Regions from separate parts of the Sus scrofa genome. Here all the other regions are linked to region 3. A link is a contact called in public HiChIP or PLAC-seq data. All regions are on one chromosome and are shown on one strand. Each heading gives the region's core, a stretch centred on a gene start, on an enhancer-like site or on the middle of the called end of the contact. The rest is flanking DNA. Distances are from core to core; before and after follow the strand shown. Region 1 overlaps PDGFC (platelet-derived growth factor C). Region 2 overlaps PDGFC (platelet-derived growth factor C). Region 3 overlaps PDGFC (platelet-derived growth factor C).

What was found. HiChIP or PLAC-seq counts read pairs in DNA pulled down with a chosen protein or histone mark.
Region 1: an H3K27ac HiChIP or PLAC-seq map of alveolar macrophages shows a contact between it and region 3. The contact joins two enhancer-like sites. A contact is called at or near these places in 1 of 47 Hi-C or Micro-C datasets (embryonic fibroblasts) and 1 of 2 datasets of contacts at active chromatin or transcription factors (alveolar macrophages).
Region 2: an H3K27ac HiChIP or PLAC-seq map of alveolar macrophages shows a contact between it and region 3. The contact joins two enhancer-like sites. A contact is called at or near these places in 2 of 47 Hi-C or Micro-C datasets (alveolar macrophages and embryonic fibroblasts) and 2 of 2 datasets of contacts at active chromatin or transcription factors (alveolar macrophages and skeletal muscle).

What each region holds. Positions count from the first base shown.
Region 1 is chr8:45,625,178-45,627,877 of Sscrofa11.1, reverse strand. The region is part of intron 3 of PDGFC (platelet-derived growth factor C); the gene reads left to right. Among named protein-coding and RNA genes, the nearest start is that of PDGFC, 180 kb to the left of the region's middle. Within about 2 kb of position 1,282, at least 2 of the 83 cell types and tissues checked have an H3K27ac peak or open chromatin away from gene starts, as enhancers often do. A contact at or near this core is called in alveolar macrophages, where this site is marked.
Region 2 is chr8:45,607,320-45,610,069 of Sscrofa11.1, reverse strand. All of the region lies in intron 3 of PDGFC (platelet-derived growth factor C), which reads left to right. Among named protein-coding and RNA genes, the nearest start is that of PDGFC, 200 kb to the left of the region's middle. Within about 2 kb of position 1,324, at least 4 of the 83 cell types and tissues checked have an H3K27ac peak or open chromatin away from gene starts, as enhancers often do. A contact at or near this core is called in alveolar macrophages, where this site is marked.
Region 3 is chr8:45,778,496-45,781,195 of Sscrofa11.1, reverse strand. The region is part of intron 1 of PDGFC (platelet-derived growth factor C); the gene reads left to right. Among named protein-coding and RNA genes, the nearest start is that of PDGFC, 29 kb to the left of the region's middle. Within about 2 kb of position 1,360, at least 33 of the 83 cell types and tissues checked have an H3K27ac peak or open chromatin away from gene starts, as enhancers often do. A contact at or near this core is called in alveolar macrophages, where this site is marked.

The DNA of each region.
Region 1 (2,700 bases), core at 33-2,532, 150 kb after region 3:
CATGATAGGAAAGTTACCTCAAATAGGAGGCTCTTTAAGTCAGGGTCGATGAAGGTCATGACTCTTGTCCTTGGTTCAGTTTTGATATTGACACTGCCTGATAGTGTGTCATTGGAAAATAATAAATGAAATGAGTGGGGCCAGTAGAAACCTAGTTGTTAATGGTCCCTTTCATATGTCTTTCAAAATGGCAATAGTATGCCTGGCATACTGTAAACATTTAATGCATTCTTATTCTATAATTTTTCCTGTGATTTAGCTTTGTTGTTTTTCAAGCCATAGAGAATACTGTTGCAGCACCTCAAACTAACACCTTGCTGAGTTTGAGGTGTTAGCACAAGTCCACATGCCTGACATTGATTGAGGCCGAAACAAACCAAAATGTCAGAGTTTGGATCAAGAAAGGTTTATTGCGTGTTGGTGCAAAGAAATGGGTGGTACATGCCTCCCCAAATCCCGAACTCCCCAAACCAAAATCCCCAACCAAAATTGCAAAGCATTTTTAAAGGCAAAGTGAGGGAAGGGCGTGGTTGGTTGTTGCAAGCTTCTTAGTGCAGAAATCCTTTGTTCTTATAGCTGCCCACAGAGATCAGGTCACAATGTTCCTGTAAACCTCCAAGACACATGTTATACTTGAGACAGGAGCTAAAGCAGAGGATATTGGGAAAGGGCCTGCCCCAAAGGGTCTGCTTGGTTACTGAGGGGGTGAGTTTTCTTCTAATACCATATCCTTTTTTGAGAACTCCAGACACAGATTGAGGAAGAGATATTTTTATCCTATTGAAAAAATAAAATGGTTTATGAAAATATTAGATGTTCACCAAACTAATAGGGTAGCAGATTTTCCTTTTCTTTCCTCCCGCCTTCCTTCTCTCCCACCCTTCTTTCTTTCTCTTCTACCTTCATCCCCTCCTTCCTTCCTTCCTAAATGCTCCTTATCCTAATCAACTGCTCAACTTTTTTACTTTCAAAGTTCGTAATTCAGAGTTTTTCTGTACTTTCTCACTCTGTGCTTACTTAGGAAGATGCCATGCTTATTTTTCATTTGTTTTCCAACTCTCTTTTAAACTCGACCAACTCCTTAGTTCAAACCAGGCATTCTACTTTTTAATATATCACAAGATGTCCTAACATAGGGTAGGCTCTGATGTGTCTCTTTGTGTGAAGGGAAAAGGGTGATTGAATCTGAAAACTGAAAGCATTTAAGCTGCTTCAGCCTCCTAGTGTGTCAGCCTCCCCGTGACTCTGAACAGATGGGGCTGAAGATACACTGCTTACAGTGAACTCTGGCTTATTTTCCTTGGGAACCATCATAACCCACATAGAACACACAGAATGCTTGGCTTGTGCAGTGTGTTGTGATACATGTTGCGCCACCTGTCTCAGCGGCAGTGTTTATTCCTTTGCGTTCTTGGATACTGCTGGGGTGTCTTTTGCTCCCAAATTACTGACCTTGACCAAGATTCTTTCCTGAGGACTCTCTGCAAGGGGGTTGTATGTTTGTGGCCCTGAGTGCTACAGACCTGGCTTGAATTCTCGCTCCTTCACTAACCTACCTTTAGAACCCTGAGCAAGTTGTCCTGCCCACCAGAGGTGAATGACAAAAGTTTCTGCCTTACAGCATTGTTGAAGATTAAATATCAAACACTTAGGTCAGTGTTTGGCATGCAATAGTCAACATATATGTGTTACCTTTATTTTAAGGTCAAATTTACTGGCATGATCTGATTCCAAGATGCTCTCTCTCTAAATCCATATATTTTAAACTTTTCTGCCATGTGCATATATGCACAGGCACACACACGTGCACATACACAATCACATTTTTTTTGAAATTTTATTTTTATTTTTTTTACAGAATAAAATACATATATTTAAACACAGTTACATTCACACAGATTATTATATCATGGATCTTAAGAAGCAGATTAAGTGACTCCCTCTGGAGAAGTGGAATGGAAAATATGCTGAGACAAATAGGAAATTTATTCTATACTTTATCCCATTTTGTATGGCTTTCATCTTTACTATTTAGTATTATCTATTACGTTTCAATTTTTCTTTAAAAATTAGCATTATATTAAAATTGTGTATATTATGCAACTAAAATTTATAAAGAAGAAAACCTTATATACCATTAAATATTTTATATAGCATAATAACAAGAATAACTTCACTGGTAAGAATAACAAAAATACCCTCTGAAAATAAGTAAAATATGAAATGCATAAATTGGTTAAAAAAACAGTGTAACTATATAAATATGTCCTCACAATTTGTTACATCTTATTGATTCTTCAGTATAGGCATTACACCATTCTAGGTGATGTGATAAATAAGACATTATAGACCTTACATTGTACCATGGAGAGAAATGGTTATTAATAATACAATTGTAGAACTGTATTATTTAATTATATAGTTGCATTATTTAATTATAATTATCATAAATTCTTTGATGGAGAGGAAATCAGAATCAAATGTAAAAAGACTTCAGCATTCCAAGAATGATGTCAAATGACCCCCTTCATGGTGGATTATGCACTTATTTACTGTGAGATATATTTTCTCCAGAGATTCCTTGTTTGTGTATCAATTGTAGATTTTCAGTTTGCAGTTATTCTGAAGGTTTGATATAAGAGTCTGTATGTATATGAGATTGTTTTAAGTTGTTGATCTCTTAATTGCAAGTTCATCTCC
Region 2 (2,750 bases), core at 75-2,574, 170 kb after region 3:
TGATTGGATCCCACCTTTTCTTTCTTTTTTTTTTCTTTTTCTTTCTCTCTTCTTTTTTTTTTTTTTTGCTTTTTTAGGGTCAAATTGGAGCTGCAGCTCACGGCCTGCACCACAGCCACAGCAATGCCAGAACTGAGCCGCAGCACAGCTCACAGCATTGCCAGATCCTTAACCCACAGCACAGCTCATGGCAATGCCGGATCCTTAACCCACCGATCGAGGCCAGGGATCGAACCCACATCCTCATGGATGCTGGTCGGGTTTGTTTATGCTGAGCCACAACAGGAACTCCAAGGAACCCACCTTTTCTTAACATCTCTGACTCTCCAGCTGCTCAGCAATGCTTAGCACACACATTGGCATCCTCATCAATCCTCTGTCCATCACTGCAGCCTCACTTGGTCATCTGCTCTCCCACCAGTGGCCATGACTCTGCCATTCTTCCTCTTCCTCTTCATCCAAAGCCATTCTTTTTCCTAATTCAGATTCTTTATAAATACACAAGGTGCTTTTCCTTCTCGTCTAAGTGTTTTTCTCGTTCTCTAAACTCTAAATTAACTCTCACCTCTTTGTGGTCCCTTTAAATTTTTTTTTAGGCAGGATCACTTGCTCTCATGGCACTAAGTTTTTAAGCACTGTTGCAGCCCTTACCCAAGGCACATAGGTTTGTCCATCAAGAGGCAAGAACAACTCAATGGTTATTTATCTTCATCACTCCCTGCAGGCCCCTGATTCATACAGTAGTTGCAGAATGATGTTAACGTTTATTTGCTGCTGTTTTCAATGCCACACCTTGTTTATATCAACAGAAGGAAAAGACATCTCAGGTGTTTGCGGAATGAAGATAGCAGCTTTTCACAAAAATAATCCCCCCCCCCCCCCCCGGCCTCAGGTGTTTTTTTGGAACTGCTCAGAATTCTGACCATGTGACACAATTTCCTTTTAGTGCAGTGACCAATGTGAAAGTACACATAACTGCTTATACTTTGATTTTTTGGAGGAGTTAAGACTGCCCGTTTGTGGACAGGCATGGAAGACTTTGTAGCATGATAGGAATGTCACAGAATGATTTAAGATGCAAAAAGAATTCCCTTGTGGCACTGCGGGTTAAGGATCCTACCTTGTCACTGCAGTGGCTTCTGTCACTTGAGTTTCCACATGCCACAGGCACAGCACCCCCATAAATGCAAAAGAAAATGACCTCACACTTGATAAAATAATTGTTCTTCATATTTTCCTCCATGGTTGAAAGGAACACTGTGCGCTTGTTTCAGTACAGTGCCATACACTGTAATTAAGATAACAGTTACACAATGGGTCTGACTAGTGAAATCCTGCATTTTGGGTGTGGTTTTTCTTTGTCTCATTTCATATAAAGACTTTGTCTGTGAGGAATAAGAACTTAGAAAACTGAAGCTAGAGATACTAGTTAAAAACATTATTATATGTATTTTTTTAACTCAGTATAGAGTTATTCATGGCCTAACTATAGCTAGACTTACATTTACTGAACTTGTTGTGAAATGCTCATTGCTCTCCCCAGAACAGCTACTGAATATAAAGCTGTTTTAGCGGAGAAAGAAGTTTGAACAAGGATTTTCCCTGTGGCACAAGGCAAGCTCTGATTTGCCATGTCAGTATTAGAAGAATGTTGGGTGGGAATATCAATGAACAGTGACTAAATAGGTAATGTCACTCTGTCTAGCACCAACCAACATAAATCATAAATTAAACTTCTAAAAATAATTGTTTTTCTTGACTACAATTGACATAACGGGGATAATGAAAGGTACAGTAAAATATATACAATAATCCCCAGCTATGTATCATGATTAATTGCTTATTAAAATTTTCAATGATACTATTTCACTCAATTCTCATACAGTTTTCTAATGTAGGTAGTATTGTCCCTGCTTTAAACCTTGATCCCTCCACCCACACACATAAATGAAATGTTTATCGGGTGACTTACAGAAATGCTCAGGTTTCTTCAGCTGGTGGGTGTAGCTCTCCTGTTTTTTTTTTTTTTTTCATTAAATTATAATTGATTTACAGTGTTGTACCAGTTTCTACTGTACAGCATAGTGACCCACTTATGCATATATAAATATATATACATTGTTTTTTTCATATTATCTCCCATCATGTTGTATCCCATGAGACTAGATATAGTTCCCTATGCCAGACAGTAGGACCTCATTGCTTATCCAACCTAAATATAACAGTTTGCATCTACCGACCCCAAACTCTCCTTCCATCCACCTCCCTCCCTCCCTCTCTTCCCCTTGTGAACTACAAGTCTGCTCTTTATACCACCCAGTCTGTTGCTGTTTTATAGATAGGTTCATCTGTAACATTTTTTTTTTCTTTTTAGAGCCGCACCTGTGGCATATGGAAGTTCCCAGGCTAGGAGTCAAATCCGAGCTACAGCTGAGGCCTGTGCCACAGCCACAGCAATGCCAGATTCAACCTTCAACTGCGACCTACACCACAGCTTATGGTGGCGACACCAGATCCTTAACCCACTGAGTGAGGCCAGGATCAAAACTGCACCCATTCTCATGGATACTAGTCGGATTCTTAACCCATTGATCCACAACAAGAATTCCCATTTGTGAGATTTTAGGTTCCACATATAAGTGATACCATATGGTATTTGTTCTTCTCTTTCTAACTTCCTTCATTTAGTACGATCATCTCTAGGTCCATCCTTTTCACTGAGAGTGGCACTATTTCATCCTTTTTTTTTT
Region 3 (2,700 bases), core at 111-2,610:
AGACCTTCAGGTGGACCTGCCCCTGGCCTCAGGTCAGGCAGCTTCCATCAGGGCTGCATGGCCCTGCCTGAGGGGCACACTCTCACACTTTAGGTTCCCCCCCATTTAAAAATTTATTTTAAGATATTTAGTTCAGATATTTTCATCTTATGCAAGTGGATTTTCTTTTTTATTAAAATATAATTTTTACTGTACAGCAAAGTGATTTAGTTATACTTACATATCTGTATATGTACATTCTTTACATATACGTGTGTATTTACACACATTCTTTTTCATATTCTTTTCCATTGTGGTATAGTCAATCACAGGATATTAAATATAGTTCCCTCTACTCTACAGTAGAACCTCATTGTTTATCCATCCTATATATAGTTTGCATCTGCTAATCCCAAACTCCCCGTCCATCCTTCCCCCACCCTCCTCTTGGCAACCACAAGTCTGTTCTCTGTATCTGTGAGTCAGTTTCTGTTTCATAGATAAGTTCATTTGTGTCATATTTCGGATTCCACATTTAAGTACTATCATATGATATTTGTTCTGTGACTGTCTTTTTAGAAATTTGAGACTAAAAATTATTTCAAACTCCAGGTATAAAGCACATAGAAAACTCTGCTCTAGGGAATACTGTTTTAGTTTTGGAAGAAACACTACCGTTTGTATTTATGACACTGAAGGTCGAGTTAGGGGAATGAGGAAAAAAAAGACTAGCAGTGATGACTTGGTTGAAGCCTGTGGTTCAAGTTATGCCTCAGTTAAGATACTTATTTTGGGATATCCCCACTCAGCAGTATATCTGTCACAAAAGCAGTGAAATTGGTAATCATATAACCAATTAACAAACCAAATAACAAACTGCACAAATGATACATTTCTTGAATCTCCTTTTTTCATGTTGCCCTCATACTTCATGGCCATGCCTTCATTTTGATGTTTAATTCTTATAGTCCATGGTGTGAATGAAAAACTTCTGCCTGCTGAGTCTGGAACCCCTCCAAGTGCACTGACCTCTGAGATTCAGCCATCTCAGAGGAAAATCTAAATTAAAAGGGAGTTTTGAGTAGGGAAGTAGATGTGGAGGTTTGCATAGGGAAGCAAGTGCCACAGCAACCCTCTGTAAACTGTAGAGGGTTGGGATGCCCTTGGTGGAAGGTTGGGGCAGCAGCTGTGCATCCACAGATCCTGAGTGAAGGGCCTCTGGGCAGAGCTGGTGTGTGCTGCTGCGATTTTCCCCCTTTGGTCTTCCATCCTGTTTACTTTCTAGTGGCAAGAATCGGACGACATCAGTGGGCAATGCCTTGTCCATCCTGCTGACCTCCTTTCCTTCCGTGGCTGGAGACTTCTGCGGTGACTCATTCCTGCCATGTGGTGGGGCCATCTCAGCCGTGATGACAGCCCTCCTTCCAGCCTTCTCTGGCAGAGCCCTGGGCCTTGGCCTTCTTCACTCAAGCAGTTCTGAAAATTATTTTGACCTTCTGAGGTAGACTTGAGGGTGTCTTTTTAATGCTTTTGTTCTGGACATGTTCAGGGTGACCAGAATCTTTAAAAATCCAGGAAAGGCTCTGGGAGTGTCTTGGGTAGGATGTTGTCAGGGGATTTCTCCTCTTGTCTGGGGGATGAAGTCATCTTCTGAGTCACAGAGGGCTTGGCAGCAGGGCAGAGTGCAAGGCTAGCTCTCGCCCTGGCTCCAGGGCCACATCCTGACCTGCCCTTCAGTTCAGGTTGTCCTGATGACAAGGAGGTGGATCCTGATAAAAGTTAGGAGCTCTGCCTTTAAGTGACCTTGGCAAATTCAAGCTCATTGTTGCCTAAGAAAAAAGGATTTGTTGCTTAAAAAAAATTTGCAAGCTCATTAAATGAAGAAACAATACCAAGACTATTTTTCAGATTTCTGTCTTTCATTTTTTTTTTCTTCTTCTTTTTTTAATGGCAGCACTGGCAGCATATGGAAGGTTCCCAGGCTAGGAGTCAAATTGCAGTTGTAGCTGCGGCCTACGCCATGCCATGGCAATGCAGGATCCGAGCTGCATCTGAAAGCTATAGCATAGATTTTGGCAATACCTACTTAACCCACTAAGTGAGGCCAGGGATCAGACCCACATCCCCACTGTCACTATGTTGGTTCTTAACCCACTGAGGGAACAGGAACTCCCATTTTTCAAAGAGGATCAAAAGCTTACTCTGACATATTTATGATTTTCATTGCTAAATAAATGACATCATCTGGGGTGAAATGTTGTATAACATTCTTTTAAATGAGTTGGTCTCTTTTTCTGATCTCTACATTTTGTGTTTCAGGTTAGTTCTTATATGCTGTGCAACCAGAGCTATTATTTTTGCCTCAGTCTGGGTCCATATTCTATATTTTTTGTGGTAGATAAGGAGACATATTATAATTTCACCTTAAATTTCTCGATGTTTAAAATGATATTTCTCTATATCTTCCCTGTCCAGTGTGAATGATACTCATTAAGAATACTTTCTGCGGATTCACTCTACTCCTTTTTTCATATTCTATGGGCTTTTTTGATAGGTAGCATATAACCTATTTTATCCATTTCTTACATAAATAATACATGCCTCTGTAGTTTACAAGAAAAACTTTGAAGGTTACAGCATCCTGTTGGGGGAATGATAAACGGTACCAAACCAAATAGAAGAAGAGGAGAGAATATGAGTTCTGTTTTCTTCATCCTCAGC